4 separate regions of the Mus musculus genome follow, and regions 1, 2 and 4 are each linked to region 3. A link is a contact called in public HiCAR-type and promoter capture Hi-C data. All regions are on one chromosome and are shown on one strand. The core of a region is the stretch at or near the end of the contact, and the rest is flanking DNA. Distances in the headings are between cores, read along the strand shown.

The links. HiCAR-type assays count read pairs that join an accessible place to other places. Capture Hi-C pulls out chosen DNA fragments and counts their contacts.
Region 1: a promoter capture Hi-C map of adipose tissue shows a contact between it and region 3, with 3 times the contacts expected there. The contact joins the promoter of Rfc5 here to the promoter of Rbm19 in region 3. A contact is called at or near these places in 1 of 39 promoter capture datasets (liver), 1 of 484 Hi-C or Micro-C datasets (B cells) and 1 of 9 other capture datasets (adipose tissue).
Region 2: a contact with region 3 is called in a HiCAR-type map of astrocytes, with 5 times the contacts expected there. The contact joins the promoter of Wsb2 here to the promoter of Rbm19 in region 3. A contact is called at or near these places in 1 of 39 promoter capture datasets (embryonic stem cells) and 1 of 115 datasets of contacts at active chromatin or transcription factors (astrocytes).
Region 4: a contact with region 3 is called in a promoter capture Hi-C map of liver, with 5 times the contacts expected there. The contact joins the promoter of Fbxo21 here to the promoter of Rbm19 in region 3. A contact is called at or near these places in 5 of 39 promoter capture datasets (embryonic stem cells, liver, pre-B cells and 1 more), 1 of 15 datasets of contacts at CTCF or cohesin (large pre-B cells) and 2 of 9 other capture datasets (adipose tissue and liver).

What each region holds. Positions count from the first base shown.
Region 1 is chr5:117,384,393-117,391,162 of GRCm38.p6, forward strand. Rfc5 (replication factor C (activator 1) 5) reads right to left here and starts at 4,631. Exons shown (of 11, transcript NM_028128.1): 1 at 4,525-4,631; 2 at 3,477-3,541; 3 at 2,330-2,466; 4 at 996-1,075; 5 at 139-212. The coding sequence starts at 4,586. It overlaps Gm15728 (predicted gene 15728), which reads left to right and starts at 4,730. Exons shown (of 2, transcript NR_166496.1): 1 at 4,730-4,893; 2 at 5,762-6,770.
Region 2 is chr5:117,356,018-117,363,578 of GRCm38.p6, forward strand. It overlaps Wsb2 (WD repeat and SOCS box-containing 2), which reads left to right and starts at 1,288. Exons shown (of 9, transcript NM_021539.5): 1 at 1,288-1,456. The coding sequence starts at 1,444. It overlaps Gm42012 (a long non-coding RNA gene), which reads right to left and starts at 843. Exons shown (of 2, transcript XR_878716.2): 1 at 610-843.
Region 3 is chr5:120,114,354-120,121,547 of GRCm38.p6, forward strand. Rbm19 (RNA binding motif protein 19) reads left to right here and starts at 2,160. Exons shown (of 24, transcript NM_028762.1): 1 at 2,160-2,296; 2 at 4,307-4,489; 3 at 5,279-5,398; 4 at 5,542-5,577; 5 at 5,744-5,948. The coding sequence starts at 2,261. It overlaps Gm10390 (predicted gene 10390), which reads right to left. Exons shown (of 3, transcript NR_045793.1): 3 at 6,743-7,194.
Region 4 is chr5:117,973,233-117,980,607 of GRCm38.p6, forward strand. Fbxo21 (F-box protein 21) reads left to right here and starts at 3,538. Exons shown (of 12, transcript NM_001346588.1): 1 at 3,538-3,807; 2 at 4,626-4,761; 3 at 6,509-6,603. The coding sequence starts at 3,569.

The DNA.
Region 1 (6,770 bases), core at 3,381-5,880, 2.7 Mb before region 3:
AGGGCGCTACGGGCAGCCTTGTCTGCATCACTGGGACTAAGAGGTGCCTCCTGATGGGAAGGTAATCTCATACCCACAAACCCTGGCCCTCCTGCTACACTCCTTGGCCAACCCGTCAGATGGGGCAGCAAACCTCACCTCGTCTCAAGGCGTTCTGGGCATCCTGAGTCATGGCGTCGGCTTCGTCCAGGATCACAAGCTTAAACCCTTTCCTAGGAGAACAAAGGCATGTGGAGGTTCCCTCAGCTTCCTTCCACACCAGGCTGAGCCTCCATCTTCACACTTGGGCTACCTCATGTCCATCTTTCTCAGACCCCGATGAAGGCTGATAACTGCATCCACACCTGCCTGTCAATTTCATCCCTTAGATGTGGCAGGTAAATCCCTCCCTGAGTTGTTAGTCTTCCTCCCAGTATCCTAGATCAGCTGCTTGCTTGTGGGGACTAGAATCCAGGGATGCGAGTAGGTCAAGCACAAACAGTTCCCAGGGCTACACACACCCCCAAGCCTGTTTACTCCTGTGTGTGTTTGTGTGTGTGCCGATGCCACATCACATCACAAATATGGAGGAGGTCACAGAATGACTTGAGGGAATCAGTTGTCCCCTTCCCCATGTGGGTCCTAAGAACTGAACTCTTGGGTCATCAGGCTTGGTGGCAAGTGCTTTAGCCCGCTGAACCATCTCACCGCCCTCCTCCTTGCCTAACTGAGCTCCATGTCAGTCCTCCTTCCTTATCTCTTATCCCTGTTTTAAACTGAGACCAGCTCATTCAGTACTGGATGTGACTCCCAGCTGAGGACCCCCACAGAGCCCAAGGCTCATGGAGTCCTCTATCCCAGCATCCCCACCTCTCAAACGCTGGCCCACCCCTGCTTCTGTCCAGGTGTTCCCTTCTTCCCTTTATACCAGCCAAGGGGGACCGAACAGCCAGGCTGTGTCCCTCCTAACCCGCACTAAGACCTGTAGGGAGAGAAATCCTACAGGTAATTCTTACTTGAAGATTGTCCTTGTGCTGGCAAAGCTGAGGATTGGCCCCCGAACAATATCGATCCCTCGGTCGTCAGAAGCATTCAGCTACAGGAGGAAGAGAGGATGCTGTGACAGTCACACCCTGTGCCAGCTACAAGCTAGTGGCTGGAAGTGTCAGCCAGCCATTCAGGTCTAATGACAGCTAAGATACAATCATCAAAAACCCTGTACACAGCCTCACAATACCATCACACAACATCCTAAAAGGATCATCCACAAAAATGTAGGAAATAAACACGGCCTGGTGACCCTGACCCAGGACCTCTGCCGTGAGCAATTGATGTTAACTTTAGTTCTCACCACCTGCAGGCTACTGTGCTTTGAATAAGCCAAAGAAAGAACTCTGGACAGCAAGGGGCTAAGCTTCAGATCCACTGCCTGAGTCAAATGCTTTTCTTCTGATTGTGGGTCTTCTGTATTCAAGTTAGCCTTGAACTCACATAGCCTAAGATGACCGTGAACTTCTGACCTTCCTGCTTCCACCTCCTGCATGCTGGGATTATAGGTGTATAGTCTGTTTATTATGCTAAGGATCAAACCCAGGACCTTGTGCATAGTAGGCGAGCACTCTATCAAATAAGCTACATTCCAGTCCCTCAAATGCTTTTCTTTCAAATACAGCATTTAGGTTTTTGTAACCTAAGGGTATTAAGGTTGTCAGCCAAGGTCCCAAGAGTTCACAGACAGCATGGCTCAGAGCAGTAATCTAAGAAGATCCTGATGAAGAGACATTTTTAAAGGTGTTTGTCGAGCAGTGGTTCTCAACCTGTGGGTTTTGACCCCAAGGGGTGTCGAATGACCTTTTCACGGGTTGCCTAAGACTATCAAAAAAACAGATAACTGTACTACAATTCATAACAGTAGCAAAATTACAGTTGTGAAGTAGTAATGAACATAATTTTATAGTTGGGGGTCACCACATCATAACAAACTGTATTAAAAGGTCGAAACATTAGGAAGATTGAGAACCACTAGCCTAAACTAAAGAGATATGCAGTATTCATTATCACCACGAAATCTTAAGGGGTTCAACAAGAGCTGTGGGCAGGTAGAGCAGGCTGTGTGGGCAGGGTACAACCTCTAAGTTGGCCCCGCAGAAAGTAGAGGCTGCCAGGTGTTAATGCCCTAGCAAGTCTAAGCAGTATCCCCCATTTTGACACCCCCCAACTCCCCCCAAAACACACACAAGATCCCATTGGTCAAACACAGCCAGGACTCAGATGGTCAGGGAATAAAAGAAGGACAAAGGTTAAGTGTCTGGAGGTCTGAGCTGTTGTGGAGTGAGAGTGTCTCCTTCACCTCCAAGACCATGGAGCCAAATTCTTTATCTTTGTACAGTTGCTTGGCACAGGCCAGGATGGTGGATGTCTTTCCTGTCCCTGGAGGGCCATAGAGAAGTAGGTGTGGCAGGCGGTCTTCACTGATGAACTTCTGAACTGAGGGACAGGAAGGGGTGACATGTGTCAGTCTCTGGGTCCTACACAATCACCTTAGGACCTGGTTATGCTAAATCCAGATATGCTTCAGTTTTTCAGTGTCCTAGTCGGAGTAGACAGGGAGGGGAAGTCCTGAAGTCACACCACAGTTTGTCTGTCTGTCTATCTGTCTTCCACACTAGCTATCTTGGGAGGGTCTATTAAGTTGAGAGCAGAAGTTCTCAACCTGTCTCGACACTTTTAGGAGCTACATATCGCACACATACCCTGCCTATCAGACATTTATTTACATTATAATTTGTAACAGTACCAAATTCCATTTATTAAGTAGCAATGAAATAATTTTATGGTGGGGGGGGGTGGTCACCACAACATGGGGAACTGTATTAAAAGGGCCACATCTTTAGGAAGGTTGAGAGCCACTGGTTTAGAGGCACAGCCTCATTGGAGGAGTCAGGTCACCAAACTCGTGCCTTTGAGGGTCATACTGCTTGCTCCCCCACCCCTTTAGCTCTCTACTTCCTGTCCACTTTGGAGCAGAGTGCTCCCACTGCCACGAAGTTGTGCTCACCAAGGGTCTAGAGTCAACAGAGCCAAGCACTGTGAACCAAAACCTCTTCAAAATCAACCATCCCTCTTCTGTGTTGTCTTCTTGGGACATGGGGGGATTGGGAAGGTGCCTCAGTTAAGCCGGGTGCTCTTGCAGAGGATCTGGGTTTGGTTCCTAGCACCTACATAGCAGCTCACAACTGCCTACAGGATCCAGGGTCCTCTTCTGGCCTCTGGAGGAGCCAGGCACACAAGGTGCACACACTTTCATGTGTAAACAAAACACCTAAACAGTAAAACCAAACAGATCTTGAGACAGTTTGGTACACTATGGAGAAGGCGACACATGGCCGGTTCTATAAAGGCTCAGAGCATCCTCTAAGGGTCACCCAGCAGAGACATCGTCATCACGAAATGGACCCAACCCTCCACAAGGACAGCAGCAACAGACAGATACTTACTGGTACTCAGAATGTCCTGGTGAGAAATGAGATCGGCCAGGGTCTGTGGCCGGTACTTCTCAACCCTGAAATAGGATTCACCGTTAAGTTACAATCTATATACTCAAGCCATGTTCTGTTACATGCAAAGAAGCCCCTTCACATCCTAAGCAGCAGAGGAAGAGAAACCCTTCGCGTCTGAACAGAGCACTGGCTCTCACAACCAGGAGTTGTTCTGTCCCCCCAGGGGACATCGGTCAGGCCAGTTATCTGTATTAACTGTGCAATGGGTGTTAGCAGCATCTGTTGAGTAGGAGTCAGGAGGTTGCTAACATCCTCCAGTGGGCAGGACAGCTCCCCCTTGCCCCTCACCAACAGCGCTGAGACTGCGCAAACGGAACTCATACTCAAATACCTATAAGCAAGAGAACGGGCAATCCACTTATGATGTGGCTTTCAAGAGGGAATCGAGTGCTGAACCATGCTACAGAACAGAAAACCCTTGAGTTCGAGAAGCCAGACTCAAAAGGCCACACGGTCTGTGACTCCAGTCCTGAGAATTTAAATACCGTGTGGCCTGAGACAAGTCTTCCTCCTCAGGATAGACCAGAAGAAAAGAAAATGAAAGCATGGCTAGGCTTGCTTCATTTAAAACACCGCTAAGGTGCTGTAGGGCCATTCAGAATGCAGGCGCTGGGGCCCTGGGTGGAAGATCAGGTCCCTGCAAGTTGTCCTCTGACCTCCACCAGGGTGCGCTGCTACGGTCCCTCCCCCGCAAATAAAGAGGGGATAGAGTGCAAGCGCTGAATTCGGACACGAGTTCGAATCCAACCAAGCCTACCCACTCCTCCGTCCTCGGAACCTTTCTAAAGAAACCCAGGATCAATTTATTAGGGTCATCGGAGCGCAGAGGCGATGCTCGAGGACCCCGAGGATGGCTAAGCTGAGCTCAGAGCCCGTTCAGGTATGGAAGCGGAGGAGCGGCTGCGGCGCCAAGGCCGGGAGCGGGGAAGGATCTGCAAAGCTCCTAGGAGGAAGAGCGGGAAGCGGGATGTGGGGCCGCTCCTACCAGGGCAGGTTCCGGGCCCGGGCCGCCGCGGGCCGCTGCTGCGAAGGCGCGGCCGCCGTCATGACTGACAGATGCTGCGGGTCCCTGCCACTGACCCGCCGCACTCGGAGTCCGCGCGCAAACCAACCCTCGCGAGGCTTCGCCTCCGGCTTCCGGCTTCCGTCCCCCGGCCCGCCTCCTCCCCGTTGCTAAGGTGCTGGTTGCTAGGTAACCCTAGGCGCCGGCCTGCAGCGGAGTTACCGCCTGAGTCGGCTGTCTCAGCCTCCTCGCACGAGGTCCAGGGTGACCGCGCGCTGAAGCCAGAGCCACCGCGGGCCTCACCAGGGCCCGATCCTGTCAGTGCAGGGGCAAGCCGCAAGGAGCAGCAAGGTGTGTGGTCAGTGCAACCTCGGTTCCATAACCAGCAACACACACACAGAGACACACGTACATATACAGGTATGCACACAGTTACAAATATACATATACATACATCCCCATTCACATACATATAAACAGATATACGCCTGCACTCACATACACATACAGATACATACACACAAGTATACACAAATACACAGTTAATACGCATACATACATACATACATGCATACATATATACTCACATATACATGTATATCACACACATATATATACACACAGAACATACACATTCAATCATATATACACATAAATACAGTTACATATATACACATACATGCATACATATATTCATATAAATACATACAAACATTTGTGTTTTATACACACAAATGCATTTTCTCCTACAGTAAGAGGATTACAGACCAATTTTATTTATTTATTTGTTTGTTTGTTTATTTATTTATTTGATTAGTTTTGAGACAGGGTTTCTCTCTGTATCTTTGGCTATCCTGAAGCTCACTCTGTAGGCCAGGTTAGCCTCAAACCCAGAGATCCACCTGCCTCTACCTCCCAAGTGCAGGGATTAATTAAATGTGAGCTTCACCGTTTGCCTGGTGACCAATTTTATTTTCATCTTTAGCTTTTACTTTGAGCCAGGTATGCCTTTAATTCGAGTACTTGGGAGGCAGAAGCAGATGGATCTCTGTGAGTTCAAGGTCTACAGAGTGGCCTCTAGGACAGCTAGGGCTACATAGTGAGACCCTGTCTTAAAAACTCGAAAGAAAACTAACTTTAATTAATTTGTGTGTGCCTCGCTGCACATGTGGAGGCCATGTGCATCAATTTTCAAGAGTTGGTCTTCTTTCTTATGCAGACGTCCTGGGAATCGAACTTAGCTGTCAAGCTTGGCCGTTTGAATCGCAAGATCATCCTTGACTGCATATCCAGCTCATGGCCAGCCTGGTGGTGTACTTAACTACCTTTGGAGTCAAGCAGCTGCCATCTGGGGGAGTTCAGCTGTGTCCACTTACAAAAGAATTACCTTAGCTGGACTTTTTGACCGTTTACATCCCCTCACGGAAGACCCTCACCTGAGTATCCACTGGCTCCCTATAATTTATTGTGTGCAACTCTGCCTTAATTGCACATGGCTTGCCTGGAGGGCAGGGGTGGGGGGAGGAGACTAGAGTACTCAGATTAAGAAAGACTAGGAGAGAGGTCTTTATCTAAGCAGCTATGGGAAAACCCTTACCCTGTTGGCCAAATCTTTTTTTTTTTTTTTTTCTCTAGGCTGGCCTCGAACTCAGAGATCTGCCTGCCTCTGCCTCCCAAGTGCTGGGATCAAAGGCGTGTGCCACCACTGCCCAGCTGCTGTCCACTGGCCAAATCTTTTCTGGTACCATCCCATCTCTGGAGGAAGGAGAACCCACTCTCCTGTAGGTACTCCTCACCTATGCTCTGTAAGGAAGCCCAATAAATTCATTGGTTCCCCCAAATGAAGTATGGCAGTAGACTCATGCCCCGGTTTGTCACTGGAATCTTAGGTGGAGGGGTAGACATCATTTATGCCCCCTCCCATGGAATGCTATCAGCACACAAGGGATTTTTATCAACACTGCAATAAAGGAGACCCTGTCTCAATCAAAACAGAACACATCACAGAAGAAGGAGATCAGATGGCACTCCAAGGATGACAGTACCCCGCCTCTCTGCTTCCTCTGTAGGCCAACTTGAGTGAATACTGGTTCTTTAGATCACTAACATGCCATGCTCCTGACTTGGCTCAGGGGTGATTTTGATGATAACTTCTCTCTGTGGCAAGCACAGGATACAGTGCCACAGTGCACTACACTGATAACAGGGATGGCTGTGAGGGATCAACA
Region 2 (7,561 bases), core at 38-2,537, 2.8 Mb before region 3:
GGCGATCAGGAAGGACATCAGAAATAAAACGGGAACCCCGGGGCTGAGTAAGGGTGAGGAACAAGCCATTAAAAAAAAATGCCTTTAGATATCGAGTGTGTTAAGGGAGGCTGTTAAGTAAGAATGAAGAACGAGAAAGGGGACAGGGAGGTAGAAAACGTGTGTGTGTGTGTGTGTGTGTGTGTGTCCTCAAAACAGACAACTGATAAACCGCGGGTATCTTCTAGGAGACCTGAGAACTGGGTCATGAATAGTGTGCCTGGACTAAACGCTAAGTGGAAGAGAGACGCATACAAAGCAAGAATGTAGAAGCAAGGTTCCTACCGTTCCAGCTCAAAAAACATGGGAGAGCAGACTTAAACCCATCACTTTTCCTTCCCTGGCTCCACATTACAAAGAGATCTATGACTCAAAAGGGAAGGAAATGGGGACATTGAACTTGGAGAAAAAAAAGTCCAGGCTGGAAACAGGAAAAGGGACTGGAGCGACCTTGAGTGTGGGTGGTGGGTGGGGTGGTGACAGGACACTACCAGGGGATTACAGAGCCCATGAGAAAGTCCAAAGCCAAGGAACAACTACAGGAACTACTTAAAACCCCTTTTCTCCTACCCTGGCTCCAAGTTAAATCCACCCGACACAAACAGGACCAGGACCCGAGGCACTAGCATCTGAGGACACGAAGAGGGAAATCTCGGGGTGTGTGGGGGTTAACCTTGACCTCCTCTCCCCTTAGTTCCTCCCCCTTGGCTTTCCCAGCATCCCTCCCGCTGGGGCCGTTGTCAAGGCCAGCATTTCAGCTCCCGCTGGGATCCCCAGTTCCCTGCCCCCCAGCCAGCATCATGACCCGGGCAGCTTCCCTGAGCCTCGAGCGAGCGAGCAGTCCCTTAGGTTTCTCCACGACACCCCCAGCCCTTGCCCGCCCCACCCCCATCTCTACTCGCTCCAATTTTAGGTTTCCACTTTGGATGCTCTCGGAGACCCCCAACCCCATCCTGCCCGGGGCTCCCCTGCCCCCTTCTCTGTCTGCTCTGCCCAGTGTTCCCCCCCACCTCGGGTCCCCTTAGCCCCGCTTCCTCCGGGCTCCGCGTCCCTTTAGTCCGGCGTTCCCTCCCCCCCCCCGCTCCCCGCCCCCCGCCTCCCGCCTCCGTCCCCACAGCTCGGCGTCCCCCTCGAAGCTCCGCGTCCCGCGCCCGCCGCCCACTCCGCCTCCGCCCCCGCATCCCCAGCGTTTCCCCTGCGAGCTCTCCGCCCCGGCCCCGGCCCCGCCCCCGCCGGCCGCCATGTGACGGGAAGCAGCTGATGGCCTCTGCGGGCGGCAGCGGCGGCGGCATTGGCGGCGGTGGTGGCGGCGGCGGGCGCGGCCGCGGCGGGGCGGGCGCGGAATGAAGGCCCACGGCCCTGGGGGCTGAGGCGCCCGCCGCCTGGGGCGGGCCGCGCGTCCTCATGGAGGCCGGAGGTGAGTGCGGCCGCGGCGGGGCGGCGACCGAGGCGGGGAGGGCAGCTTTGTTTCACTTTCGCTGTCAGCTGCGGCAGCCGGCCTCCTGCCACCGCGGGGACCGGCCGCCGTCCCTGAGCGAGCCCACTGGACTGGGATGGCTCCAGAGTCCCCGGGTCGCCTGCGCCATGGCCGGGCTTCTGGCCTCAGCGCCCATCGCGGCTCGGTAGTAGCTGCGGCCGCTGGGTGGGTGCCTGGGAACGGGGTGGGGCCCCGGACACTGCCCCGGGGTGACACGTAGGTCCCGACACCCTAGTGGGTGAGGTCCACAGCTGTCACCACGAAAGCTCAAAGTGAGAGCACGGGATGAACTTGCTGGCCGCCTGGAAAAGCGCAGAGATGCTAGGGATGGCTAGACCTGCAGCCCCTCGGGGCTTCTCCCTGGAGGGCTCTTGTCCCAGCGTCCTGATCACGGAATAGTAGCGTGGGTTGGGGACCTGGGGGAGGGGGCTGTCGCCACACTCCAGGGTCCCCAAATACCGGAGCTGAAAGACAGATTCCGTAGGGGGATTTTAAGAGTCAAGGCCTAGGGCTCAGACTTGTTCCGGTGAAGTTGAAGCTTCACCCAGGTCTGGAGGACTCGGATGCACCAGAGGGCTGGCAGGGCCGGATGGGGTTGTTGGAAAGGCAGGTGTTCCCTGGGGTGGTGTCCCCTTTGCATTTAGGAAATGACATTTCTTTGTTTGCAGGAGCCAGGCTTTCAGGGAAAGGTGTCGCGGCAGCTCCTCTCCCGGGTTTCCATCTAGATTAAAACCTTTCAGTATCTTCCCTATAGAATTCTGTTTAAATGGCCCCTACTGTTTTCTTCTGTGACTCTTTTTATAGCTTCCGTTTTCGTTTCCATTGATGCCTCAAAGTTGTATCTCAAAGCAATCTGTGACCAGACCACCTCCCCCCCCCCACACACACACTTTTTTTTTAAACCGGAATCTTTTCCAGTGCAGAGTTTTTCCCTAGTGATTGACGTCTGTGTGGTAGGCGGTGGGCAGAGCTGTTGGGAGCTACCAAGCTACTGTTAAAAAGGCCAGACACTAGGCCAGAGTTTTACTCTCTTTTCAAACTGAATAATGTCTATTGTAAAAGGATTACAGTAGAAAACAGTAGAACGGTGGTTACAATTAATTTATTCATTCAACAAATATTTATTATCTGGTATGTGCCGGGCACCCTCTGGGTCCTTGCTGGCCCAGAGTAATATAATAGCAATATGTAATTTAAACGTAGACACATTAAAAAAAGGCAACAGTTGAAATTAAAAAGGATAACGTATCTAAAATATTTCAAGTTTAATTTATGCCATGAAACAAAAATTATAGGAATGTTTTGGAGACGGAAGAATTTTTCTGTGTGGGCGTTTTAACTGCCAGTTTGTCTGCACCACGTGCTGCGTGCAGTGCCTGAGGGGGCCAGAAGAGGGCGTCGGAGCCTTTGTACCAAGTTACAAAGAGTTGTGAGCCTCCAGGTGGTTCTGGGGATGGAACAGCAAAGCGGCTCCTATGCAGCTGTAACAGCTGAGCCATCGTTACCGCTAAGGCTTTACAGTGTGGTGTGTGCTTTATAATTTTTAAAAACTATTCTTAGATTTACTTTTTTATATTTTATGTGTGTGTTTTGCCTGCATGGATGTCTGCACAATGCATGCACCTGGTGCCTGCAGAGGCCAGAAGAAGGCATCAGATCCCTCGAAACAGGAGTTACAGACAATTGTGAGCTACCATTTGGGTACTGGAAATCCAGCGCAGGTTCCTCTGCTAGAGTAACGAGTGCTTTTAACTGCTGAGCCATCTCTCCAGTTCCATGTATTATATTCTTAAAGATTGATTTGTTTATTTCATGCATGTGAGTACACTCTAGCTGTCTTCAGACACACCAGAAGAGGACATCCAATCCCATTACAGATGGTTGTGAGCCACCATGTGGGTGGGTGCTGGGAATTGAACTCAGGACCTCCGGAAGAGCAGTCAGTGCTCTTAACCACTGAGCCATCTCTCCAGCCCCGTATTATAGTCTTAATAGACTTCCACAGTTCAGGGGTTCAGTAACTGCTTATGGCTGGTGACTAGTGACAGACAGGCAAGGTGGTTTGAGGAGGAAATAGACCCCAGATGCATGCTAACCACAAACTCAACCCAGAATTCCCTAGTGTAAAGAAAGCTAAATGACTAAAGCTAAAGGACAGCGACTTAGTCACCCTGCTGAGTTAGCAATGTCACCAAGAAGGTGACATGGACACAGAGCGCTGATTATTATGATGGAGCAGCCAGTCAAAACTCTCCAAGCTGGCCTGGAGAGACCAGAGTTCAGCCATTAAAAGCTAGGCTCACAGCCAAAAAATATGAGAGTTTGGTTCCCAGCACCCACGGCTGGGCAGTCTCTCCAGCCACCAAAACCAACCAACCATCCAAACAAATCTCTCCAAGCTGACAGCTCAGCCTAGCAATGCAAAGATCCCTCGGCAGGAGGAAGGATTACCAAGCTTGCTGCCAGCCATGCTCCTGCCTCCACCTCTGTTAAAGGGGCTTTCCTTGTGTGGAAGAGGCTTTGATAATCCTCCTCCCGTTCTGCCTGTTGTACACATCCCTTGTTTAGTTGGGAAACCTGGAAGGGTTAGGGAAATGTCGGTCAAAGGTTACAGAATCTCCTTTAGCTAGGACAGTGACTACAGTTAATAACAGTTAGGTACTTGGAAACTGCTGACAGGTTTTTAAGAGAGTCCTCCCCGAGAAAAATGCGGAGAATGTGAAGGGGTGCGTACGCTCATTAGCTTAATTGAGCCCTCCTCTCCCTGTATGTTGGCTTTCCCACTTATCCGTACGTCACGTGGTGTCCAGAAAGTATGCGGGGCGTATTAATTTACCAAAGTCCTGACCCAGCCGCGGCGGGCCATGCAGGTACTGTCTCAGATGAAGCTGGATCCTCCCAGTTCTGCTTGGTTTGTTTGGAAGTGCTGTACGAATTACAGTTTTGTTTTCCAGTTGCCAAGTTTAGTTTGGGCCCAGACTCCAGGAGACTGGTGTCTTCTTTTAGAATCTAGATTCCTGACCTGAAATAGCAAAAGATGAAACCCCCCAGACCCCAGAAATAGAGTGTGAATTCTGGGCAGGGCTAGGGTTTGAGAATTCCAAATGAACAGTGGATGCCACATGCATCTTGGTAGTCCAATGGGCTCCACTTCCTGTGTATTTAAGAGGTATTGCATGTCTGTCACGAGTATCTCTTGGTAGCCTGACCGCTTGCTTTGGGAACAAACAGACAAGATTTGCTGCTGTGAGCAGACCTCCTAGTGCCTGGGGCGGGGCCGGGGGTGAGGCCGGAGGGGGGGGTGGGGGTGGGGGAGTGGTAATGACCTCAGTAGTCAGGAGTTCTAGAAAGGAATTAATGAGGAGTTGTGAAGGCCCTTGATTACTGCCTGGAGGGAGGAGTCCTTTGAGGCAGACACAATGAAGATAAGGTGCAGCCTTGGAGAGCTGGTGCAAAGTCCAGAGGTTGGAACTAACTGAGCTTAGTCAAAGGGGCCTGATCGTGCTGGAGCTGAGGGTAGGAACTGGGTAAGAGAGACTGCAAGCTAAGAAGTAAGAACAGATGAGAGGAGTCAGAGCAGGCCCCAGAGAGCAGTGAGAAGATTGCCTGGTAGGCCCGGCAACAGGTGCTGCTGGAGAGATTCAAGAAGTAGCCACGGGGCTGGAAAGGAAGGTTAGCGGAGGCTTTCGGAGACAGACTTGATGGGACTTGACTGTGAATTTGGTCTGGGCAGAGAAAGAAACAAGGGCTGAGCCTTTTATTTTGTGTAGAGCGTCATCCGTGCCATGCCATTGTTATCAGAGGAGAGGGCAATGTGTGTGTGGGAGGAAGTGAGTCAGGTGCAAGTGTGCCAGAGGGACACAGTTTTCCCAGCCTTATCATGTTGACACGAGGCCAGAACATGTTCATATCCACAAAGTAATGCTCATGCAGACATGTGTTTGCACATCTCTGGCAGGAGCCATGTGAGTCTATAAATACACACACACACATACACACACACACACACACACACATATACATACAGCAGTTTAGGCTTAATGGATTAAAACCTATATCTCCATTTTTTTCTTTATAAAGCCAAGATGTGATGTACTCAGATACTAATTGAAATCTTAATTTCTAGCAACATGTCTTATGAAATATGGTGTATCTGTTGGTTCGGTGAGATCACTCAGTGGGTTTTCAAAGCACTTGCCACAAAAATTGGTTTAGTCCTTCAAGCTCGTGGTAGACGGAGAGAAGCGGCTCCTGGCAACTGTTCCCAGTCCTCTTCCTACACATGCCCTGTGGCATTTGCTTCTGCCACCCATACACAGTCATGCAAATCCTTAAAGAGACACATCCAATTTCCTATTATATACATGGTAGAAAACATGTGCTTCATGTGTGAGTCATTACCTTCTGTTTCACCAGGATCATGCTAACCTTGGATTGCATGGATTATGTGACAGGTTATTTATTTTCCAGCCAGTGAAATGAGCCAGTTCAAGCCAGATTAGATTATATTAAAGGAAGGTTTATTGGGAAGCTGCCCTCCAGTGGGCGAGTTCACTGGCCCCAAGGATTGAGGGTGAGGGAGAAGAGAGAGACAGAGACACCCCAAAATGTCTGGATTATATAGAGAAGGGCAGTAATGATCTAGGGGAAGGGCAGTCAGGCTCCTGGGCTATCAAGTTCAAGGTTGGGGGCAGGGTATGCCAGGTGGGGGCTGAGGGAACTTAGGACAACCTGGAGGCCAGGTCTGCTTTGATACATAAGACATGCATCTCAGTGCCTTGTTCTGGGGGTGGGAAACCACACATTTCGTGCACCTAGAAAGGATGCTTGCTGTGCCTCTAATGAGGAAAAGTTTCTCGTCCTGAGGTATATGCCGATTTCTTTGAGGCCCAAATGTAAGAACTTACATAAAAGCAGGCTGGGAAATATAGGAAATATAGCTTGTTTAAATCATTTTCTGAGGAGTCTTGGAGAGGTAACTCAGTTAAGAGCATTGGTTGCTCTCTTAGAGGACTTGGGTTCAATTGCCAGGACCCGTGTGGTGGCTTAAGTTCCAGAGGATCTAACTCCCTTTTCTTGACTTTATGGACACTATGCATACGGTACCAATGTACATGCTGGCAAAACCTCATACACATAACATAACTTTTAAAAACCACATTATTATCCCAGAGAGCGTTAAATCCCAGAACTACTGGAGTGGGTTGTGCACAAACGGTTGAGACCCCTCGTTCTTCAGGCTCTGACTTAGAAGTTGGCCATGGCGTTTAGAGGACCTGTGGTTGGGTTGAACAAACACTGCCTACTCCTAGGAGATAGATGGAGCTTTCAAGAGAGGGAGGTGTAGTCATCTTGGTGGTGCGGAAAATGCTGAAGTGTCAGCCTACAATAGGTTTGGGCTTCTTTCCTTTTGATAGTAGGAAGTTGGGGTGCTGCCTGTCAGTAGACATAAGTGCAATTCTTAGAAAACGAACTGGACGTGATTGAAAAAAGGGGCTTGGGCTTTGCAGGGCAATGACCTAGGAGGTGGCTTGCTGGAGGGCTTAGTGCTGGGGTGTGGCTGCAGACCGGGCTCAGGCAGCTGGGAGCCTTGGGATATATTGGCTGTGTTTTCAGCTTTGGCAGGGTCCCTGGGGATACAAGAATGGCTTAGTAGTCACTTAGATCAGGTTAAGCCAGGGCTAAGGGGACTGTGTGAAGAAGGAAGTAGAGCCAGTAAGAGTGTTCTAGAAGGAAGTGATGAGGGATCTGGGCGTGAGAAGGAACCCTCAAACTGAAGGCACCAGGTACCTTAAGAGCATTCATTGGGGACACAGTTGCTTCTCACTTTCTTCCTGCTTTGGCGTTCACAGGAAAAGGAGACTTCATTCACCAAGTCCTCACCACAGCAAGGTAGCTCTGAGTCACACAATGGGAGGGTTGCCGCTGAGTAACCACCCTGGAATGTAGCCTGTGGCTACCGTTACTGCCCTCCTCTCTCCCTCGGTCTTGGGCAGACAGCAGCTTCCCCAGTCTGGCGGTCACCTGTGTTCTGAAGTATGATCT
Region 3 (7,194 bases), core at 910-3,409:
CCACCGCTGCTACCTCTGATCCCAGCAAGAACTTTCCTGAAGGTGCCTCTCCCTCTGGGCACCAGCGGTAAATTCTGTGTGCTTGGTGCAGCTCTGCAGCTCTGTTGGACACGTGAGCTCCTTGCATCTGGAGCTCATAGAGGAAGATGCTGGTTAGGGCTTTGTGCTTGAGCTGGTCTTGGAGCTCAGGGATGGAGTGGGTTCAGAGACAAAGATGGCTACCCGCTCCGGCCAATCAAATATGCAGTAACAGACAGTGAGGCGGGCGTAATTTAAAAAGAACCAATGAGAACGGAAGGACGGGAAATGAACCTTTTCATACGCAACCTTCAGAAAAACATAATAATGCAGACAGTTTGCAAAACTATTTGATTAAAAGTTCCTAAAGGCCGGGCGGTGGTGGCGCACGCCTTTAATCCCAGCACTTGGGAGGCAGAGGCAGCCGGATTTCTGAGTTCGAGGTCAGCCTGGTCTACAAAGTGAGTTCCAAGACAGCCAGGGCTATACAGAGAAACCCTGTCTCGGAAAAAAAAAAAAAAAAAAAAAAAAAACCCAGTTCCTAAAGACCTGGGGGGGACCCCAACCTAGGACTGTGCCGGCGAGGAATGAAGACACATGTCCACGTAGAGACAGGCACGAACACAGACGTTCTCAGCAATGTTACTATCAATAGCCATGGGGTACATCCACCCAGATGCCTTAGACAGATGGTTGGATACACAAACATACTGGAGTCCGACATTTGACACTTGTGTGTGTGTGTGTGTGTGGGGAGGGGTAACGAGTGAAGGATGATTCATGCAGAGACATGGATTAACCTTGAAAACAATATGTGAAGAGAAAAATCAGCCAAGAAAGTAACACATCCATAGAGATGCCAGATAGATTCTAGGTTCCTAGAAGGCGGGAAGTTGGTGACTGGTCTTTTGCTTGTATATAATGGTTTCTGACTGTGTGGGGTGTTTCTTGTGGTCTCTCTTTCATTCTCTTCTTCTCCTTCTCCTTCATTTTTGTTTGTTTTGTTTGCCTGTTTTCTTTCTAAAGAGAACAAAAGGACTGGGGGCTGGGTTGGTGGGGAGGCAGGAAGGAGCTGGTGGGACGGGGAAGCCATGATCAAAATATATTATCTGGGGGCTGGTGAGATGGCTCAGTGGGTATGAGCACCCGACTGCTCTTCCGAAGGTCCAGAGTTCAAATCCTAGCAACCACATGGTGGCTCACAACCATCCGTAACAAGATCTGACTCCCTCTTCTGGTGTGTCTGAAGACAGCTACAGTGTACTTACATATAATAATAAATAAATCTTTAAAAATATCTATATAAATTATCTGAAAAAAATGGTTTAGCCTTGGCTGTCCTGGAACTAGCTCTGTAGACCAGACTGGCCTTAACTCAGAGATCTGCCTGCCTCTGTCTCCTGAGCGCTGGGATTAAAGGCGAGCGCCATCACTGCCTAGCTGCATTTTTTTTTTTCAATAAAAAATGTTCTAAGATTGGTTCTCTCCTCCCACTACGAAGAACCAAGGTTGGGGGGTTGGGGGGAGGGAAATCTCAGGCTGTCAGGCTTGCCCACAAGTGCCTTTATCTGACGAGCCATCTTGCCAACTGGAGTTGTCCACTTTAAGTGGGCAAATTGTGTGGCACCTGGACTGTATCTCAATAAAGCTGCCAACAGTAACAAGAAAGGATATGGGGAGATGGAGCAAAATGTCTTTTAGAAGAAGAAAATCTATTTGAGCAGTGGTGGCGCACACCTTTAATCTCAGCACTTGGGAGGCAGAGGCGGGAGGGTTTCTGAGTTCAACGCCTTTACACAATAAATAAACCTTTATAATTTTATTTTTGTAACGGGGGTTCTCTGTGCAGCCCTAGCTATCCTGGAACTCGGAGATCCGCTTGCCTTTACCTTTAAAACAATTTTTTTTTTCTAGGCTCTCTGCTCTTTCCCAGAAGCCTGTCATCCCGAGGGGGTTGGACATCAGCGCCTCCTGCCTTCCTTGCGGGGATTTAGAGGCCCCAAGACCTGGCGGAGAAAACGCGAGCGCTCGGGCCTTTCCCCCGTCCCCGCCAACCCCGCCTTGTGGGTGGGACTTTCCCCGGAGAGAGTCTCCCGTGAGGCCACACCCACTTCCGGATGGAACGCGGCGGGGGCCACGTGACTCGCTAAAAATGGCGGCGCCCAGTGTGGCGGCGTGAAAGTTGTGGGAAGTCGCTGTCGCCGGGGTCGTGAGTCTGAAAAGCGAAGGGAACCTGAGAGCCATGTCGCGTCTGATCGTGAAGAACCTCCCGAATGGGGTGAGCGGGAGCCGGGGATGGGGCCCGGAAGTGGAAGCAGAGGTCCGGGAATGGAGGGTGAAGGATGGAGGGGTTCTAAGTCAGGGACAGGACTGGGGAGGTCCGGAATCCAAGGAGGCGGCACCCTGTCCTGAGGGCTCAGCAAGCCGCAAAGTGGCTTCCGAGCATTCTGAGGATCCTTCCATGTTGTGCTGGGCAGTTTGGGTCAGTTTGACCCAGACCGGAGTCACTTACGGAGAGGGAACTTCATTGGATGTTATTGCGTCCATATGCCTGTGGACCAGCCTGTGGTGCTCTGAGGAGTGATGGGTGTGGGAGGTTCCAGCCCCCTGTGGGTGCTGTCACGCCTCGGCAAGTGTCCCTGGGCTGTGTACAGATGTTGGCGGGGCAAGTAAGTCTGCGTCGGTTCTTGCCTCGACTTCCCTGGATGGCGGACTGTGATGGAGACCCATAAGCCAAATCAATGGTCTTCCTCCCCAAATTGCTTTGGTTTTTTTGTTTGTTTTTAAAAGATTTATTTTTTTATTATGTGTAAGTACACTGTAGCTGTCTTCAGACACACCAGAAGAGGGCGTCAGATCCCATTACAGATGGTTGTGAGCCACCATGTGGTTGCTGGGATTTGAAGTCAAGACCTTTGGAAGAGCAGTCAGTGCTCTTAACTGCTGAGCCATCTCTCCAGCCCACGCCCCCCAAATTGCTTTGTATCCTTGATGTGTGTCACAACAGGGAACAGACTAGAGAATGCTTACTGGTTCACCATCACAGAGCAAGATTAGACTTCAAAGCCAAGTGTGGTGGTGCATACACCTGTTGTCAGCTTTCCATAGGCAGAGGGTGGCGAGTTCAAGGCCAGCCTGGGTTACATAGCAAGATGATGTGGCTAAAAATAAATAAATTAATTAAATTTGTTTTGTTGTTGTTGGGACCATGTGCCCCCCAGAACAGCAGTCCTCAACCTTCCAAATGCTGTGCCCCCCTTTAATACAGTTCCTCCTGTTGTGACCCCCTAGTCATGAAGTTATTTTGTTGCTACTGCATAACTGTAATTTTCTCATTATGAATATAACGTAAATATCTGGTATGTGGGATATCATATGCATCCCCCCCAAAAGGGAGACCCAAGATGATCTCCCCTATTTGGGATTTTGTTTGTTGTTTTGGGGGATGCTTTTTTAAAAAAACAGACTCTTAAATCTGTAGCCCTGGCTGACCTTGAACACCTGCTTCTGCCTCCCCACCATACCTAGCCTCATCTCAGGGTTTCTGTCCTTTTCTGACACGGGATCTCATTTAGTAGCCCTGGCTGTCCTGGAACTTAACATTTATGTAGACCAGGCTGGCCCCAAACTAAAGAAATCTGCCTGCCTCTGCCTCCAGAGTGCTAGGATTAAAGGTGTGCTTGACCACGCCTGGCCTTATCACCAGGTTTTAAAACACACCTGAAAAAATATCTCTTTTGAAATATCTGGGTGCAATGGGACACCCCTGCTGGGGCTGGGAAGTGAGGCAGGCAGATCTCTAGTTTGAGGCCCAATGGGGCTGCACTCCCCATTGTAATTGTTCTACAGTGCAACCCCAGGTGCTGGGGACCAGGGTGTGGGCATCTTTAATGGGCTCCATTATTCGCTGGCTCCCAAGGTAAGCAAACGTTTACACAGCTTCCCTTGTCTTTGTTTATTTGGACAAGCCTCTGTTGGGTATCTTGTTTGTTGTGGCAGCCTCAGGATGGAAGTTGTAATTGATGTCTTCCTCAACGGGGACAGGGCAAGAAAGAGAAGAGACCAATTGAGGTGCCTTGAAGTTCCATTTCCTTATTAAAGAACTGAATGGCCTGCTCAGGGGTGCTCAGCGGGTGTCAGGCTCTGAGCCAGGACCTGGCCACCCTTAAAAAAGTCAAGGTCTGTCACCTGCTCATCTCAGGATTCCCTCCAGGCCCTCTAGGTTATTTGTCTCTTGGCTCCAGGGACCCTTCTCCCTCCTCTCTCTCATTATATCCTTCTGCTCTAGATGAAGGAGGAGCGATTCCGGCAGCTGTTTGCCGCCTTTGGCACACTGACCGACTGCAGCCTCAAGTTCACCAAAGACGGCAAGTTCCGAAAGTTCGGCTTCATAGGTTTCAAGTCGGAGGAGGAGGCCCAGGCAGCACTGAACCATTTCCACCGGAGCTTTATTGACACGACCCGGATCACCGTGAGTCTGAGCGAGTCTCATCCTGCCCACCGTAGAGTTTGCCTTACCTCAGGACTACCCAGGCTTTCAAGTGCTTGAGCATCGTTGCCTGAGAGTCGGCCCACTGCTCACTGGGCCCTCCCCGAGTTTCTGAATTATTAAAGTACTTTTTAACTCTTCACTCTTTTACGTTGTTTGACCTTTGTACCCTGACCACGAGTGATAAGTGTGATAGAACTGGTAGGCGCAGTTACTTCTACAGGGGCATCCATCCCTAGGAGAAAGCAGTTTGCTGACCAGCAACAGCCTAGACCATCTGGGCATGGCTTGTGGGAGTGCCCTCCCAAAGGCTGCCTCAGAGGATGTAGTGGAGTTACCAGAACAGAGGGATGAATCAGTTCATGTGTGGTCCCAGGCGTTCTTCCACACTCCTCTGGTCACCCAACTGTCCCTGGTACCCTGGGCTTGTTTTCTGCTGTAACTGAACTTGCCTTGTGGTAAATAGTCACCTGACTTGTGGCCATTGCTCCCTGTTGCCCTGTACTAGGCAGGGGCTGACTCCCAGGGGACAATAGCATTTCCTGTCACGTTCTTCTGGATGGCCTGGGAGACAGAATTAGTCTTCTGTAAATGGCAGCATGACTTTTTGGGGGGCAGTGTCTAGGCTGGGAATGAAAGTGATTCGCTTTAAAGCAGATAGCAGGTCAGCGACCACTGCACTCTGGGAAACCCATACTCCTGTGCTGAAGGGGATGCACACGTGCCTAGGGACCTCAGCAGCTGTGGAAGCCAGCTCTCTTTCCCATGCAGGTCGAATTCTGCAAGTCCTTTGGAGACCCATCGAAGCCCCGAGCTTGGAGCAAGCATGCCCAGAAGTCAAGTCAGCCCAAGCAGCCGTCGCAAGACTCCGTTCCCTCAGACACTAAAAAGGTATGTAGGCAGTACCCCCAGCCCTGTGCCCAGTGATGGCAGGGTGGTCTCTGGCTGGGAAGGAGTTGGGAGTATATTTAGGATGGTTTTGGAAGGTGGGTACGCCCAGCATCGGCGTGAGCCCGTCTGCCTTCTACTTTCAGGACAAGAAGAAAAAAGGGCCCAGTGACCTGGAGAAGGTGAGTATTCTGTGGGTAGAGAGGGAGGAGGGTGAGTGTTGTGTGGCTGAAGAAGGAGGAGGCCTGTGAGCACTGAGAGGGAGGAGGGCTGGAACACCGAGCCTCCTGAAGCGCTGCCTCATCTCCCTCCTCCTGTCCCTCCTCCTGCCTCTTCCACCTGCCACAGCTGAAGGAAGATGCCAAGTTCCAGGAGTTCCTGTCAATTCATCAGAAGAGGACCCAAGTGGCCACGTGGGCAAACGACGCTTTGGAGGCCAAGCTCCCAAAAGCAAAAACCAAGGCATCAAGTGACTATCTGAACTTCGACTCCGACTCCAACTCTGACTCTGGGCAGGAGAGTGAGGAGGAGCCAGCCAGAGAGGACCCTGAAGGTGAGTGTGAGTCCCGGGAGTGCTGTGCCTTCTGGCCTTTGCCTGGCCTTGGCCTGATGGGCACAAGTACCATATACTTGGCACAGACATACAAAGGACAATTTGTGTGACACTTTCTGGTGACATGGGCTAAGAAAAGTGCCAAGGACCAGCCTGGGCTTGGAGAGGGGTTCCCGAGAGAAGGGGTATCAGGGAGCGGAGAAACAAACGACTCAGTCAAATTACAAGTTACAAACTGACAGCCTATGTTCTGCCCAAGATAGCTTTCCAGATTGTTCTATGTTCTGCTTTCTCTGATCTCCAGATAGCTTTTTTATCAAGACAACTTTTTTTGCAATTCTAAAATCTCATCTCTTGCAAATCAAAGCCCAGTTTTTTATATATATCAATTTGCTCATTACCCGAGGTTCCCTTTTGATTATCCCATGAATCAGCCTCTCAGAATCCCAGCCTCCCATGATCCCAGCCCCCTGATTCTTAGAGACAGCCAGCACAAGCACGGGCAATAAGATAGCTGGGTGATACCCTGCTCTGGAATTACCATTCCTACCACACTTGGGCCTGGGCCTGGGCCTAGACCTGGGCCTAAACTCCCTATGTCCCAGGCTGACTCTAAACTCAGGAACCTGCCTACCTTTGTATCTGCCTACCTTTATATCTTCCTGACAAGCTGGCTCATAGTGCAGCTGCCCCTGTTGCTTTAGATCTGTGAAGCTCCTTACACAATTCATATTGCTCCTTACACAATCCATGTATATATATAATACATATATATGTATACACACACATATGTTGGTTTTTCAAGAGCATCCTTATGTTTTTGCACAGTTGAGAAACTATATATTTTCAAGCTCATGTTTTCAGAGATGTTTCCCACAGCCTTAAGGGCTGTCCTGAAGGTCACAGCATTCTACCATTTTGCTGAGACATAGAAACACCCTCGCCTCCCAGACTCATGCTGTCTCTGATTATCATGGAGTCCTTAACCTTGACAGAGAGGATATTCTTCCAAGGAGGAAGATGAAAATATATATATTATTATACAACAACCATCAACACTCATGAGAGTCCATGCCCTGCTGGCTCTGTTCCAGGGGCAGGAACCATGTCATCTGTCCCTTACACATGGTCAAGCAGGACTCGGAAGGAAAGGGCCACCAGGTGCTACCCTCTAGCCATTGAATGGGCAGCCTACTCATTGGTGTGTCTCCCCCCAGGCAGATCTGGTCACCTGACTCAGCCAGTA
Region 4 (7,375 bases), core at 2,288-4,787, 2.1 Mb before region 3:
GAGCAAGCAGGGACTTGAGCAAGTGGAGTTGACTGGAGCAAGCAGAGGTCCTAAGTACAATTCCCAACAACCACATGAAGGCTCACAACCATCGATACAGCTACAGTGTACTCCTATACATAAAAATACAATAAATAAATCTTTAAAAAAAAAGCTGAGACAGCTAGCTACAGCACATCCATTATCAAAAGCAGAGAGGAGTGAATGTTTACGGGCTTGTGCTCAGCAAGATTTCAGGACCCCCCCCTTGCCTAGGCATGGTGCCGCCCATAGTGGGCGGGGTCTTCTCATACCAGTTAACTACTTAAGGCAAACCCTTCTCCATCCAAGACATACCACAAGCCAACCTCGTGTAGACACTTCTTTACAGAGACTCCCCTCGCTAGTGACTCTAGGCCGTGATTACTTTGACAGTAAAAGCTAACTGTCACACAGTCCATGGGTGATGATTATGAAGACTCTGCCACATGCAAGGTCTCTGCCAAGAAAGTAAGAATCCTAAAGAGACCCTTCTGGTCCTGAAGGGGCTTCAGACCAGAGGGAAGACACATGCTTAGCAAATGGTTATAAATCAAGAGATTATAGCATTGAAAACACAGGGAAAGAGAGAAGGCAGCAATCAGAAGCCAGGCCAAGCCCAGCAAACAGAACCGGGAGACTTGGCTGAATGTGGATCCTGAGCAATGGGATGCACCTGGGAGGATACCAGTGGGAGGAAGGAGACGGCAGCTATCTGGGACCCATTTGGACTGGAGGGGGAGAGAATGACGTAAGCCATGGACAGGCGACGGCTGTCCCTTTGTAACAATGTTAGAGACTCAGAGTTATTTCTAAGGCCCGATAGAGGGCCAGGGATAGCTTGGCAGGATCTGCTGAGAATTTCCCCAGGTTCTGACCCAGAGCATCTGAATTGAGGGGAGTTCTTTACCATGCCCTTTGTATACAGCTGGTCTTTCTAACCTGACTCAGAATTCACTCTGGAGATTCAAGGACTCTGACTTTATGATATCCATAGTCCCACAGTTCGGGGTCTGATGATGAGCTGAATTGGGTTTTGTTTGCTTGTTTTTTTGTTTTTGTTTTTGTTTTCCTGAAGGATGGGGATTGCCAACCAGGCAAAGGTGCTTGATGCTAAGCCTGGTGACCTGAGGTCTGTGCCCGGAACCTGTGTGATCGAAGCAGAGAACAGACTCCTGCAAGTTGCCCCCCTATGTCTATATTCACACCACGCACACAGGAGTGTGGAGAGCTTTGAGGGCCACTTGGCAGGAATCTGACATTGGCCAAGGACAAGGAAATGGGCTTCAGGCAGGAATCTGACATTAAGCCATGACAAGGAAGTAAGCACAGGCAGGAATCTAATTTTAGGGTAGAACAAAGAAGTAGGCTTCAGGCAAGAATCTGATTTTGGGCTAGGACAGGGAAGTAGGCTCAGAAATCTTGGTCACCCTTAGAAAAACAGTGGTCAAAGGAGTGATCACAGGACTTTGTTTATTGCCTTTGGGGATGGGGGTGGGGGGCGGAGACAGGGTTTCTCTGTGTAGCCCTGGCTGTCCTGGAACTCACTCGGTAGACCAGACTGGCTTCAAACTCAGAAATCCGCCTGCCTCTGTCTCCCAAGTGCTGGGATTAAAGCAAGGACAGTGCTTGTTCCTTGACTATTTGTGTTTATTGTACTGCTTGACCTTGTTACTTGCATGGAATTAGAATGGTATAAAAGCAGATTGGGAAAAAAATAAACCCACCTCAGCCTCAGAACTGGCTGGGGTCATGCTACAATGTTGTCTGTCCTTTTTCTTTTTAATCCTCACTCCTTCGCTGGAGAACCTGTTGACGGACTGAGCTGGCTTGGTCACGTGAGCACACAAAATAAATTAAAATGTAAATAAAAGCTCATCTAAAGATGAGACCCAAGCGAGATTCTCCTCTGACCTTCAATCACACGCACACACATATGCACACACATGCAGGCATACGTGCTCTCATTTACACACACATACACACACATATACACACATGTGCACACACATGCATTAAGAAAATAAAGCAGCCGGGCGGTGGTGGCGAATGCCTTTAATCCCAGCACTTGGGAGGCAGAGGCAGGTGGATTTCTGAGTTCGAGACCAGCCTGGTCTACCAAGTGAGTTTCAGGACAGCCAGAGCATATGGTAATTGTTGTATTGCCAGAGAGGGCATATATGTCCCCCAAATCATGAAGGATTGTTGAGTGGAAGACAATTAAAAGCAGACACCATGAACACCTCTAAAATCACACTCAGCATTTTGGGAGGCAGAGTCAAAGGGATCAGCGGCTTGAAGGAGCCCAGTCACACAGAGGAGAGCTCCCCACGATACTTCGACCTGCTTCAAATCAGGACATAGATTCAGGGGTTACTACTATTCTCCACACCATCATAGAGCTAGAAATAGGGGTCCCCAAAAACAAATAGTATGCTTGCCTCAGTACCCAGTGGAGAGTGAGTCACCCGTGGAGAAGGCCAAATCACTTCCAGGAAGTGCTTGGTATAAGATAGCCATTTTCAACAGCTTAATTTTGGGACTATGGCATGGCTGTAAAGTGCATGGCTAACCGGCACCAAGCCCTGGGTTTCACCCCCGCACTACCACCTCTGAAGTACATCTTGGTGGTGTATGCCTTTAATACAAGCTATGGGAGGTAAAGGCAGGGGGGCCAGAAACTCAAGGTCCTTCTCCAATACATAATTCAAGACCAGAGTGGACTACATCAGACTCTGTCTCAAATTGCTTTTGAGATCGGATCTTAATATAGATAGCCCAACTTTTGATCTGCGTGCCTCGGTCTCCTGAGAGCTGGGAATTAGGAAGTAAGCCACCATAGTCATTTTTAACTTTTAGTTATTGTCTATGTGGACTCATGTCCCATCGAGAAGGTGAAGGCCAAAGGGCAATTTTGTTTTGTTTTGTTTTGTTTTTCGAGACAGGGTTTCTCTGTGTAGCCCTGGCTGTCCTGAAACTCACTCTGTAGACCAGGCTGGCCTCGAACTTGGAAACCCACCTGCTTCTGCCTCCCAAGTGCTGGGATTAAAGGCGTGCGCCACCACTGCCCGGGCAACCTCGATATATTTATTTTCGAGACAGGGTTTCTCTGTGTATCTCTGGCTGTCATGGAACTCGCTCTATAGCTGAGGCTAGCCTCGAACTCTGAGATCTGCCTACTTCCACCTCCTAAATGCGGAGATCAAAGGTGCCACCGCCTCCCCGAATTTGCGTGTCATCCTAGGCGCAGCATCCATGCAAATCTCTGCATCGTTCCAGTTTTAGTATCTGCGCTGCCGAAGACGAGCACCCAGCTATCATTTTTAAAAATGCCCCTGGGAGAATCAGGACGCGAAAGGACCATTTATCTCTGCAGCAGCAGCCAGCTCTCGCCTCTGGCTCTTCCCAGTCCTCCAAGCGGAGTGGGCGGGACCCCCTGGCGTGGGCGGGGCGTTCCCAGCCACTCCCCCTGAGGGCGTGGTACGGCTTCTTAGGCTCCTATCGCGCGCGCGCCCGCCCGCACAGCGGCCCCCTCAGGTACGCGGACAAGATGGCGTCGGTAGCGGGGGACAGCGCTATGGAGGTGGTGCCGGCGCTGGCCGAGGAGGCCGCGGCTGAGGCGACGGGCCCCAGCTGCCTGGTGCAGCTGCCGGGCGAGGTGCTGGAGTACATCCTGTGCAGCGGCTCGCTCACGGCGCTGGACATCGGCCGCGTGTCCAGCACCTGCCGCCGCCTGCGCGAGGTGTGCCAGAGCAGCGGGCAGGTGTGGAAGGAGCAGTTCCGGGTGAGGTGAGCGAGCATCCCGTTCCCGGGACCCGCAGAGCCCCTCGGCGCCGGGCCTCGCGTGGGGCCCCACCCCGCCACCCTCCGGGCCTCCGGGCCGCGCGCCGCCCTCTTCCCGCGGCCGCAGACAAAGGCCTGCCTGCAGCCCGGGGGGCCCCCTCCGGAGCTCCGATGGGGTCGCGGCAGCCGCCCGAGGCCGGGGCCTCCGGAGCGCTCCGCCCCGGGGGGCTGCGGCCTTCACGCGCCTCCCGGCTGCAGGAGGAGGCGCATCTTTTGTGGCCGCTGCAGGATGTTGACGTGCAGGCAAAGCAGCGGTGCGTGCATTCCTGGCTAGCTCCTTAGGATGCCGGCATCGGACCTGCCAGTCCAGCTCGTGACCTTGGGGGTGGAGGGGGTGATGTCGGTCCACCTCCCTTCTCCAGAGCCTGGGTCTCCTGGTCGGTGATGAGACCCCCCCTCCTTTTTTTTTTTTTCCCATTATGGGGAATCAAATAAGATGAGGCCCGGGTTTGCAGGGCCTGATGCTGAGGGAGGCGCGCCATCCACGAGAACCGTTAGCATCACTGTGATTGTGGCCAGCGCAGAGATTGGGGGGCGGAGGGGGGGCGGCGGCTACTGGTGGTAGAAACGCTGCCTTTCGTGTCGCCACGCCAAGGTCACTGCATCTGAGTAGTGAGGGAATGCATTGCATACGCTATGATTATTGCAACTAGAGCCTCTGCCAAGTCCACCCCCCCCCCCTTGCCCGCAGACTCCTCCGTGGTTTTTTGCAGTCTCTGCGGAGCTGAGAAAGGGTGTTTTCTCTCCCCCCCCCCCCCTTATAGGTGGCCCTCCCTGATGAAGCACTACAGCCCCACCGACTACGTCAATTGGTTAGAGGAATATAAAGTTCGGCAGAAAGCTGGGTTAGAAGCCCGGAAGATTGTAGCTTCCTTCTCCAAGCGGTTCTTTTCAGAGCACGTAAGCATCAGGCTTGGTCATGCTCTGTGTGTGTGTGTGTGTGTGTGTGTGTGTGTGTGTATGTGTGTTCGTGCGCGCACGCGCTCGTTCGTGTGTGCCTGCCATAGCTTTTCAGCTCTTGTTCCTATTTCCCTTTTCACTGCTCACACAGCCCTTTGCTTGCATGCTTATAAGAGTCATTGTGTCCCCTCTCCTCCCGTCCAACAACACGGAGCCATTTGTCCCTGCTAGCCCTACTTTTTTTAAAGCCAGAGGGAGTGGGGTGTTGAGGAGCGGAAAGGGACACAGGGCGGTGTCCACTAGGTCCAGAGAAGCCTTACTCTTTGAGACTGTTAGGCGCTTTATGCACTGTCAACCTCTTGGTGCCTGTTTCCCAGGGAGGCTGCAGAAGTGCATGCCGTGCAGGGAACTGCCTTTTTAAGGAACCAAGGTTAAAAGCTGCCGTAGCTGCTCCTAGCCATTGAGCATTTCTGTTTATCACTGTGGCTCTTTGTTCCGAGAGAGGAGGTTCACTATGCGGCCCAGGCTGGCCTTGAACTCCCGTCCAGCCTCCTGAGGACTGCGATTCCCAGGAGGCAGCCTCAAGCCTGGCTCGAGTCGTGTGTCGCTTTTCTGTAAGGGCTGAGATGTGTGTTTCTTTTCAGGTTCGGAGTTAGTCGTTGTTTTTCTCCCTTGTCCAGAAATGTCCCATGGAAATCGGTGTCCGTTCCATTCACTACTTTTTGTAGGGCTAGGGAATTGTCCCCTCTCGTATTTCCAGTCCCTGCAGATTGTGAGCCGACCAGTGTAGCTGACAGTGCTTGTTTAGTTCTTCTAGGTTGGTGAAGGTTATTTTCTGAAGGTTAGTTCTGATTTCCCACTCTGCTGTTAAAGGAGTTTATGAGCAGCGTTTTCAAGGCGTTTCAAGTTTTGAAAGAGCAGATCTGAACTTTGAACACATTTTTAACTCAGTCCCCAATGGGAACTACAAATAGACACCCCCCAATTTGTTTATAGAAATGCTTGTTAACGGCAGAATGAACCAAGGTTTGGTTCAGTCTGGAACAGTGCCCCTGCCAGTCAGTAACTACAAGTGTTCAGTCCTGGCTTAAATGTGCGCACACACAGGTGTTTTGATGCGGGGCATGTGGGATACAGTTAGTCACAAGCCACTGGTTCACAGGCTCTCCCTGGGATCCACCTGTGGTTGTGTGTGCTTTTCTCTAATAATGATGGATCGGTGAACTCTACTCCCCCCCCTTCCCTGTGTCACTGCTTACTTAATTAGAACGTGTGGTGGACTTTGAACGCAGCAGGGGCACAGTTAGAGGTGGATGCATAGATGGGTGATCAATTTGGCTCAGCACACTGGTTTTCTTGTTTTCTCCATGTGCACACAAATCAACCTGAAACACTGGCTGCTTTCAAAAGGGAAACTGGGAAAAATCCCAGGATGTTAACCCAAGAGTCTTAATGGACCACCACTTCTACACACATACCATCCACTTAACACACATCTATCTCCTTAGCAGGCTCGGAAACTCGGACTGTGTGAGTGTGAGGCTGTAGCCACGGGTGCCAGGTCTGAATGTGCCGTGGCTGCCATGTTGGTTGCTTTCTGCCCTGGAGGCCCTAGGAGGCTGTGTGTAAGAGCCGCTGTCACTGCTCTATGTGTGGCCTCCCTCCCTTGGGACTCTCAGCTATGTGTCTGCCAGGGTCAGCCACGCTAACTCATGGTTGAGGCCTCCTGTGTGTGTCTTCTCCACAGGTCCCCTGTAATGGCTTCAGTGACATTGAAAACCTTGAGGGCCCAGAGATCTTTTTTGAGGATGAGCTGGTGTGTATCCTAAACATGGAAGGAAGGTAAGGCACAGCTTCACCAGGATAACTGCAGAGGGAATTGCTGTGGGGCAGAGAGAGAGAGAGAGTGAGAGAGAGAGAGATTGCGCGAGCGAGCGAGGGAGCTGCGGTGTTTCCAGATAGTTTATGTTATGCCACAGTTATGCTCTGAGAAGCTTTGTGTACACCTACTCCCGGGGTGCACAGTTGACAGGTGGCTCACCCCTGAAGTCCCAGTGCTCAGGAGGTCGGGGCAGGAGAAGCGGCAGCTTTGAGAGAGCGCTGCATAGTGAGCTTCAGAACATCCTGGGATACAGATAAAGTCTTTTGAAAAAAAAAAATGTCAGGGGAGCCGGGGAGACAGTCAGTGAAGACCCAAATCTGAGCTCCCGTGTCATGCAGTGGCCATTCTAGTGCTGGCCTTGATGGCCACCAGCTTAGGCACACAGAGAGTACCAAACTCCATCGAGAGATTGTCTCTAAAGCTAGTGCATATGACTCGTGAGGAATGAGACCTTTGATCGACCACAGGCCTCTATATACGCTCACGTGTGGCTTTACTGAGCACGGGAAGACCTCTTTTCTTGTAGGTATCTAAATAGTAATTCCCTACATGCACTTAGCCATGGGGGGCCCATTTAAGGGGCAGGGGAAGGTGAGCCTGTGTTCTCCACAGACACACTTCTGATTAAGAAGAGCCCCTTGCGGGCTAGAGAGACAGACAGCTCAGTATGAACTGCTCCACTTGGACATAGGACCTGACTTCAGTTCCCAGCACTCACATTGGGTGGCTCCC